Linked DNA regions of Rattus norvegicus: region 1 is linked to region 2. Evidence: chromatin contacts called from public Hi-C data. All regions are on one chromosome and are shown on one strand. Each heading gives the region's core, a stretch centred on a gene start, on an enhancer-like site or on the middle of the called end of the contact. The rest is flanking DNA. Distances are from core to core; before and after follow the strand shown.

What was found. Hi-C and Micro-C count contacts between places; a contact is called where the count stands out from the background.
Region 1: a contact with region 2 is called in a Hi-C map of the A7r5 cell line, with 13 times the contacts expected there. The contact joins two enhancer-like sites. A contact is called at or near these places in 7 of 12 Hi-C or Micro-C datasets (the A7r5 cell line, Schwann cells, frontal cortex and 3 more).

What each region holds. Positions count from the first base shown.
Region 1 is chr4:33,540,230-33,544,393 of GRCr8, reverse strand. Col1a2 (collagen type I alpha 2 chain) reads right to left here. Exons shown (of 52, transcript NM_053356.2): 32 at 3,930-4,037; 33 at 3,216-3,269; 34 at 2,004-2,057; 35 at 1,217-1,270; 36 at 1,070-1,123; 37 at 883-990; 38 at 261-314. Among named protein-coding and RNA genes, the nearest start is that of Col1a2, 24 kb to the right of the region's middle. Within about 2 kb of position 2,668, at least 9 of the 93 cell types and tissues checked have an H3K27ac peak or open chromatin away from gene starts, as enhancers often do. A contact at or near this core is called in the A7r5 cell line, where this site is marked.
Region 2 is chr4:33,427,408-33,431,948 of GRCr8, reverse strand. No RefSeq gene overlaps it. Among named protein-coding and RNA genes, the nearest start is that of Col1a2, 89 kb to the left of the region's middle. Within about 2 kb of position 2,643, at least 16 of the 93 cell types and tissues checked have an H3K27ac peak or open chromatin away from gene starts, as enhancers often do. A contact at or near this core is called in the A7r5 cell line, where this site is marked.

The DNA.
Region 1 (4,164 bases), core at 1,419-3,918, 110 kb before region 2:
CTGATTTTTGACCTTGTTTATTCCCTCATTGGGCAGCAGCAAACCTCTGAGGCCCTGAGTTGCAGTTGGGATTGAGTTAGTGCTCATGTAGCTGACTTTAAGCTCAGTACTGGTGAACTTCATACTTTTTCTGATCAGATTCTAAAGGACAGGACTCTCAAGCTCCTCCTTGTCACAGTTCAAATTTACCAGAATTCTGAAACTTTCAAACTGTCACTAGTACGTAAGCTAAGAAAGAAAAGTCAATTGTAGATACTCACAGGGGGCCCTCCATCACCACGACTTCCAGCAGGGCCAGGTGGGCCATTAGGACCCTAAATGCAAGCAAAAAAGGTGGCTTCAAATCACAAAACAAGTAACTCTTGCAAATGTCATGCTTGTTTTCCCATGGCACATTCTCCTCTATGTCCTCTACCCTTGAAGAAAAATTTAGAAATGAAACACACTTATCTACATCACATGAAATAATTGTTCTGTTTCAACTAGTAACACCCCATGGATTACTGAGGAATGAAAACAAGATATTTAAAAAAACTTTTACAGGATGTTTTAACGTGAATTCTTAAAGAAAAAAAAGTTTTTCAGGGTGTGGTGACCCAAGCCTTGCCTTTAATCCCAGCACTTGGAAAAGTTTGAAGCCATCCTGGTCTACAGAATGAGTTTCAGAACAGCTATGGCTACACAAAGAAATCCTGTGTGTGTGTGTGTGTGTGTGTGTGTGTGTGTGTGTGTGTGTGTGTGTGTGTTGCACACAATACACACATGCACTCGTGTGTATGTAATCTTTTATCTGGAATGCTTAGTAAACAGTGGGCACTTTATGGGCACATATTGGACTATAAAAATGCTTGGGTATGTTGGTCAACAGTGAATTCAACTTACAGATGGGCCAGCAGCTCCGACAGGTCCGGTTGGACCAACGATGCCATTTTCTCCCTTAGGCCCTTTGGTTCCCTTTTCTCCTTTAGCACCAGGTTGGCCAGCAGAACCCTGTTGGAAGGAACAGCAGTGAGCACTGGCCTTCTGACTCACTCTGATGTCACATTAATCTCCCTTATGTGATACTTACAGCAGGACCAGCAAATCCATTGGGGCCAGCAGGACCAACCTCACCACGTTCACCCTAGGTGGGAGATAAAGATGTCACAGTCACAGCTCCTTAGATGTCTGTAAACCATAAAATATGAGTATCCGTAAAGCTCTGGTATCTACTCACAGGGCTACCTCGAGGACCAGCAGGGCCAGAAGGACCAGCAGCACCAGCTTCGCCCTGTAACAGCACCAAAGACCAGTGATGAGTTGCTGAATGTGCCTCACGTAGATGGGGGAGGAAGAAAGAAGAGCAGTAGAAAGAGGGTTGTTCTCACACTTTGCAGTTACCTTGGAAGAGACTAATGGACATTTCAGAGAATAAAATGAGGTGAATTTTTCCTCTACTTAAGGCTGGCTTCATTTTAAAAGGTAGAGTGGTATTGGTGCTTCACTTGCAGAAACACCATAAATCAGTCCCCGTAATACCAGTAGGAGGACATTTTAATTTTTAGATGGATGCAGGACTGATCTATTTGCTGCAATCTTTGCAATACAATAAATAAGGTCTATTTTAAATGAACTGTTCGATGTGAAATGGGCACACTATGTATTTTATTGATTTTTTTTCCTTTCTACAATTGAAGGCTTTGAGAAGGCTTAGTGCATTAGGATATTGTTAATGGGCAAGAGGGAAAGTCTTTAAAATAAATGATAGGGATTAAGGTATAGATCAGGCAGTTGGCACGTCCATAGGCAAGAAAAGAGAACACCAAACAAGCAGCATTTGTTTCCTGCAACGGCCAGTTTCTTTCTTTCCTTTTTTAAATAAGCAGGCTTTAGACCCAGCCATAAAAATGAATTGCCGAGGCTCTTTGGGACTAGGGCAAGCAGGGAATTCTACATACTGCTATCCGTTCAGAGAGTTACAACTCAATGAAAACATATACAACTTATTTCAAATGCATACGTACCCGGTCACCTGAGGCTCCAGCGGGACCAGGGGCACCTATAGCACCAGGAGCACCCTAGGACCCAAAAGGAAATAGGTCTTATTGAAAATAATACACAGCATCCAAACTGAACTCTGTCCTCATACATAGGACTTTGCACATTGTGGTAGGACATCAAGAAAGCTCCTGAGGGCCAGCGAGATGACTCAGCAGTTAAAGGTGTTTGCAGTCAAGCCTCATGACCCAAGTTTGAGCCATGGGACCCATATGGGATCCATAGAAGGAGAGAAAACACTCATCATCTGTCCTTTGAGCTCCATACTTAGTCATGGTACAGGCACATATCCACTCAATGGGTGCAAGTGAACAAGAGTACATACGCGCGCGCGCGCACACACACACACACACACACACACACACACACACACACACACACACACACACACACACTTGTATTAATAATGAAAAAGAGAAAGCCCTAATCTATGTTGGTACTTGTTATCAAGGTTCTCAGAGGTCAGTTCAGGAGGAAGGAACTGGGTTATGGATTTGTGAAAGGCTAGAGCAGGAGAAGGACTCAGGAGTTCTGTATTCCTTCACTTTTGTAAGATTCCCTGGAGGGAAGCAAACACATAGCCTTATTTGGAACTATGAGAATGAGGTGACTCAAGGCAAAGAATAGGAGGAATATGTTACAGTGTGTCATCAGCTTGGAGGGAGAGGTGACAGAGCTCACCAAGGAAGCGCCAGAGTGAAGGCAGCTCAGGAAGGTCATTAGACTTCCTTGGGGGGTCATCTGTGACACCTAAGGTAGTCAGAGCTTAGTTCTCAGGTCCTAGGTGGAAAGGTGAATAGTAAGACATTGGTGGGGACTCTGGCTTTTTTTTTTTAAATGAGAGAATTGTTTTTCTAAAAGCTCTATTATTCATTAGTGGTCTTCTAAACCTGCAGCTTTCGGTGTGTAGCTTGGTGCTGGAATACTTCACACCAAAGAAGGTCGGGAAAGTAAAGATGTGATTTTCAAAGGTGCGTCATGCTTCTATTTTCCTTTGGAGCATGTAAAATGATATTGTTAGTGATCTGGGGAATAATGGATTGCAATTTTCCTCAAATTGGATTCTTTCGTAGGTCTCCTTTGTGAATTTGCTGAATCCAATGGAATAAGATACAAAAAAAAAAAAAACAAAATAAGAGTTTAAGAACAAACAAACATTAAACAGAGATTCTACTCACTCGAGCACCATCTCTACCAGGGTTGCCGATTTCACCTCTGAGACCAGTTTCACCCTGTAAGTACAAAGCAAGAGCCACGTGTTGCTCTCCAGCTAAACTTTTGAGTGGAAATGAACTGCAGAGTGCTTTGACAAAAATTTTTCTATAATGCCGGCCACCCTTTAAGAATTTCAGTGTTTTCTGATTTCCCACCACTTTATAGGATGTTGAATGGGAAAAACAGTAGGAAGCTCATCTTTTCTGGCCCCTCTCAGATAACTACCGAATACTAAAAAATAAACATTCCTCTGATTCATCATGAAGCGAGCTTCAAATTGATGAGGTTGAAATCACAAGACAACATGGCAACGGGCAGTGGCGCCTGGTCACTCTTACAACATAACGAATGCCATAGCACGTTTGACAGCTGTTCGATAGAGCTTCTTTCATTAATTAGGGCAGGATGAGGCATTATTGTTAGTGGCATTAAAATGAGCCTCATGTATTACTCAACACCATCTGCTTGCATGAAATTCCATGGTAGCAAGGAATTTTGCCAGATTTGGGAGTTTAGACATGGGTAGGTGCTGGGTAGCAGAGGGAGGGGCATATAGATGTCAAAATGCTACCAGACCGCCTGCTAGGGACTGTAAACCACGGTGGATCCTTGCACAGCCTTCTTGCCTGGAGTTAGTTCATGGCTATTATATATCCAGGCCCATTACTGAGTAGTACCTTTTCTCCTTTGCCTCCAGGTATGCCAGCAGCACCCCTCTCTCCTGGAAGCCCACCAGGACCAGAGGCACCAGCAGAGCCTGGAGCACCGACTGCACCAGCTTCACCCTGGAATGAAAACCATGTGAAATCAATTATTTCAGTAGCAAAAGAAGACAGCCAAGACTGAAACTCTTGAAGAATTCCAATTTAAACGTTTAATAGATGGCATTCTTGGCTGCATAGAGACACAAAG
Region 2 (4,541 bases), core at 1,394-3,893:
TTCTTGGCATCCACAATATTGTTTGGGTTTGGTGACAGTATATGGGATGGATCCCCGGATGCGACTCCTTGAAGGGATTGACATAAGGGGCCTGTCTCTGGAGGAACTTTGTACAGGACCCTTCCTCGTCCTCGGGGCTCCCCGTGGGTGATGGGCAGTCCTGTTTGGTCGAGCATCCATGGGGTGTTCAGAGAGATGGCGAGGCTGCAAACTGACTTCTTAAGTGCTGCTTCCCTATAAGACTGAGGGAATTGGGAGTGGGGATAAAGGGTGTGCTGCTCTCTGTGGGACTGACCGTAGATCTTAAGAGCGTGCTTTCCAGCGAGGGAGACCCTATTCTGACCGCACATTACTTTAAGCTAACGTGGCAGACTGGCTGGGAGGTGGCTACTGGAGCAGGGCCCTGAAACACTGAGTAATTCTAGGATGGCTGGGACTGAAGGCGGCATTCCAGACACTTCCACGTTGCCTTAATGCTTAAAAAAAGAGGAAAAGAAAAAAATATCCGTCCACTCCCCAGGCCAAGTAGTGGGAGGCAGAGCCTTGGCTCAGAAACAAGACCCATCCCTTTTATGGAAGGACATTGCTGGAAAGTTCCACCACAGAGGGAAGCTGGGGCTAGCTCTGTATACTTTACTGAAGGGGGGGAGGACCACTTGAGGAGGCGACTGATGCGGGTGGGAGTGGTCGAAGGGAGCCCCGCTTATTTTCCTCCAGATTCTCTATCTACGTCATTCTTGACTTATGAGAAAGGCTTGAAAGCCATTGTCGAATCTCCTCCGAGGAAACGACTGAACACTTTTAGGGAACTTCCAGAGTTGTGTTAGGAACTGTGGATTGCCGAAGAAAGGGAAGGAAACAAAAAGAAAAACAAAAACAAAACAAAACAAAAAAACAGAACATGGGATTTAAAAGAAGCAAAACGAAATTTATCGCATACCAAATTCTATGTCTAACGAAACAGCACAGCCAAGAAAAACTGGCCGCTGTCACTGTCCTCTGGATGGGTGTTTATTTATTGGAGAAGACGAAGCTACAATTAAAGGAGGGAAGGGGCCCACGTCACGATGTTATTGGAGTCAAGCAGATTGACTGCCTGGAGTGACAGGCCTGGCTGTGTGGAGCACGGAGGCCACGGGTGGGGTCAGAGACTCGAGAACATCCAAAGCACAGACGCAGCCTGAGTATCGATTTTAAATTGAATTCCAGGTTTTAGTGCAATTAAAAGCTACTGCGAGGATTTGAGGAGAGAAATGGTTTGATCAAATTATTAGAGCAGCATGGTTTTTATATTAATTAAGACGGACCAGGGGGATGAGAGGATCAGCAAGCGAGGTAATTCACTAACCGAATAAGCTCGGGAGCCCAGAAGGCCTTTGTGAAATCGACAAATTAAAGCTACAGTGTTGTCTGACATTACAGGCAAGAAATGGTTTTTTTTCTCCCTTCATTAATTTTATCTGATTCACTCAACTTGTTAGTTCTGACAGACTCGGATCATCAGCCTGATTACTTCCCTTTCATCCGTCTATAAACACCAGCACCACACCGTTTGTTTTGTTCGGTTATGGGTATGTTCTGGTCCACAGGTGAAGCAAAAATGACAAGCGAAATGTGCGGATGAAGGGTATGGGGTTGTTTTACTACCTTATCTCAAAGAGGGGAGTTTGTGTGTCTTTCCCTCATCAACAGCCTTAGTCCGATTGGGGATTTTTAGTCTGAAATCTGAATGTGCTTATCAGCTGGGAAAAATCTGACATTTATCGTCATTTATCGTGTGTGTGTGTGTGTGTGTGTGTGTGTGTGTGTGTGTTTGTGTATGTATGTATGTGTGTGAGAGAGAGAGAGAGACAGAGACAGAGACAGAGAGCCAGATAGACAGATAGACGAGAGACAGAGAGACAGAGACACATAGAGAGAGACACACAGAGAGAGACAGAGAGAGAAAGGGGGAGAAAAATTGGCAGTATTATTGAGCAACAAGTTTGCTTATTTATTGCTTCAATCCACCCCCACCCCCCCACTCCAGGTTGCAGACTTTCTCATGAGCCCCCAAGGGACATCTGGCTAATTTTTAAAAGATAATTTTCCAAAGTACTGCCTCTCACCATAGAAAATGCCATCGAATATGCCACGTAGGTTTTCTGGGTCATAAAGGCTGAGGAAAACCAGTTGGTTACGTTTGCAGCTTTTTTCTTTTTGCGGTTCTGGGTGGTACAGCCCAGTTGCCAACGTTATCCGTTCCTCCTTCTGGGAACAGCCTTAATTGTACTTGGCTTGGCTGACACAAAAGGCCTCTGAAAAATATGAGGCTGATCCCTCTAGTGTTGCTTTGTGAAGACTACAGTACTGAGTACTGGATAGAGGAACACAGCGGCAGAGTGCAGAGAGTGGCTGGAAAATCAATCTGCTTTAAAACACATTGTTGCAATGTCTTTCTACAAAATGTCATGGAACAGTACAGGGTTTCTAGCCAGAGAAAATGCAGGCCCGTTGCTACATCTGCAAGGACAGGATGGATGTTCATTGTTGAGACTTACCAGAAGGAACAGGAAAGAATTGAAATCATGTTGGCCAGAGTTACCAGAGGAGCCAGAGCAACTAAACTTGCCTTGCTTTCAGAAATGAATTCACAATCCTGGTTAGGACTGTCTGGCTACATTTACAGGCTTCCACCGTCATAAAAAGAGATGAGATTTCATACACTTCTGCAATCTTTCTCTGACGCCCCCTGATGTTCATACCCTTGTATGTATCTTCTTCCTGTTTTTCTTTGACATTTTCTTTTACGTTCAGACATTTGTTAAACTGCTCTTCTGTTCCAGACACCGAAGATAGAAAAATGATAAGATACAGTCACTTGCCTGGACATACTTTATCATCCCTCTGGGTGACAAACTCTTAGTGACAATAGAGATTTATATGTACTGCCCAGGACACAGGGGAAATGGTATTAATTATTAACGCTAGTTATAGTTATCAAGGAAGATGAGAGATTTGAGCTGTGGTCTGAAGCATAAGCAGATGTTAGAGTCCTCATTAGAGGCAATTCATTGTTGGACATCATTGACTGATCCTTGGTCAATACCAGTTTGGTCCAGTTTCTGGGGAAATCCATTATGTGCTATGGGCAGCTAGTTTTTTTTTTTTTGTTTTTGTTTTTTCTTGTTTTTTTTTTTTTTTTTGGTTTGTGTGTGTGTGTGTGTGTGTGTGTGTGTGTGTGTGTGTGTGTGTTTTGTTTGTTGATGATGATATAAGCCTCAGTTCTTCCTCCACAGCAATTCTTTTCTGTTCCAGTGTCCCTTACTCTGCATGTGCAATAAAAGGAGCTCCATGGCAGAAAGGCCAGCTCTCCCTTAAAGGAACGTAAAATAAAACTGGGTGCTTTTAGACTGCAGCAGCTCTGGGTTCCAGCAGAAAGGGGGTGGGTGATAGTGTCACAAGGGGGACCCTGATCCCTTGTGGAGATAGAAGTGGGGTCTGTTAGAGGGAGTCAAGTTATTAGAAATGATTTTATTTTAGAGTCTCTTTCGGTTGTAAGAGCCTATAAACAAAATTTCATATTTATGTCTAAAAAGGACTAATTACCCCAGAGAGTCTTGATGAGCTCAAACCCACCTTGTAGCCCAGCACACATGATATAGTCACCAGACATCACCTTACAAATCCTTTAGAAAAATGACACCCCGCCATGGTCATCCTGTTATTGGCAATGAGGTTGATAGGGAAATTCATAAGCATGCAGGCAGTTTACAAAGGCTCTCTTGGCTTGTAGCAAAACAAATCAAGATCATTTTTGTATATTACATAAGACATATTATCAACAGTCACTGCATTTACATTTGGACATGTGCAGTCAAAACCAAACCACAGTCACAAAGTCTAGGAGCATATTAAGGGTCCTAAGAAATTGTGGGATGCAAAATTAGGCCATGATTCAGTGTGAATGAATGTCAATAGAGTATGCAAACTATATTTTATATGCTGTTAAGGGTAATGCTATTATTGTTTTATGAAGACTTAACTCTAGTATTTTAGTAGCACTCTGTGATTATAAGAACAATACAGTTTAATAGCCAAGGTATCAGAGTATGAACACAATGAAATTACTCACATGGGAAATGCCACTGGAGGCGGGATTGAACTACAGAGTAAATAGAAAAGCTGAGAAGCAGGGATATAAGTGAATGCTGCTTGCTTCTTGTTCTAGTGTTCACTGGACACCAGAGCTTCCTCTCCTCTCTCTTCTGTACTGAGATGACGCTGAAACACGGGCAGCACCCTGGGACCTTCAGGATTTTGACTCCTCGGTGAAATCACAGTTCACGCTGCTACAATCATCCCTCCCATCTAAGAAACTTTTCATCTTCCATCTCAGAACAGATGGTGCCCAAAATTAACTCTGAAACAATAATTGTAAAAACTGAAAGGAAATGTACCTTTTGTAGGCGTCCAGGCATTAAACATAGAGGGAGCATAACACATGAGAAACATACGTTAGGCAAGGATGCCCCATTTTTCTGCACTGTCGAACTTCCAAG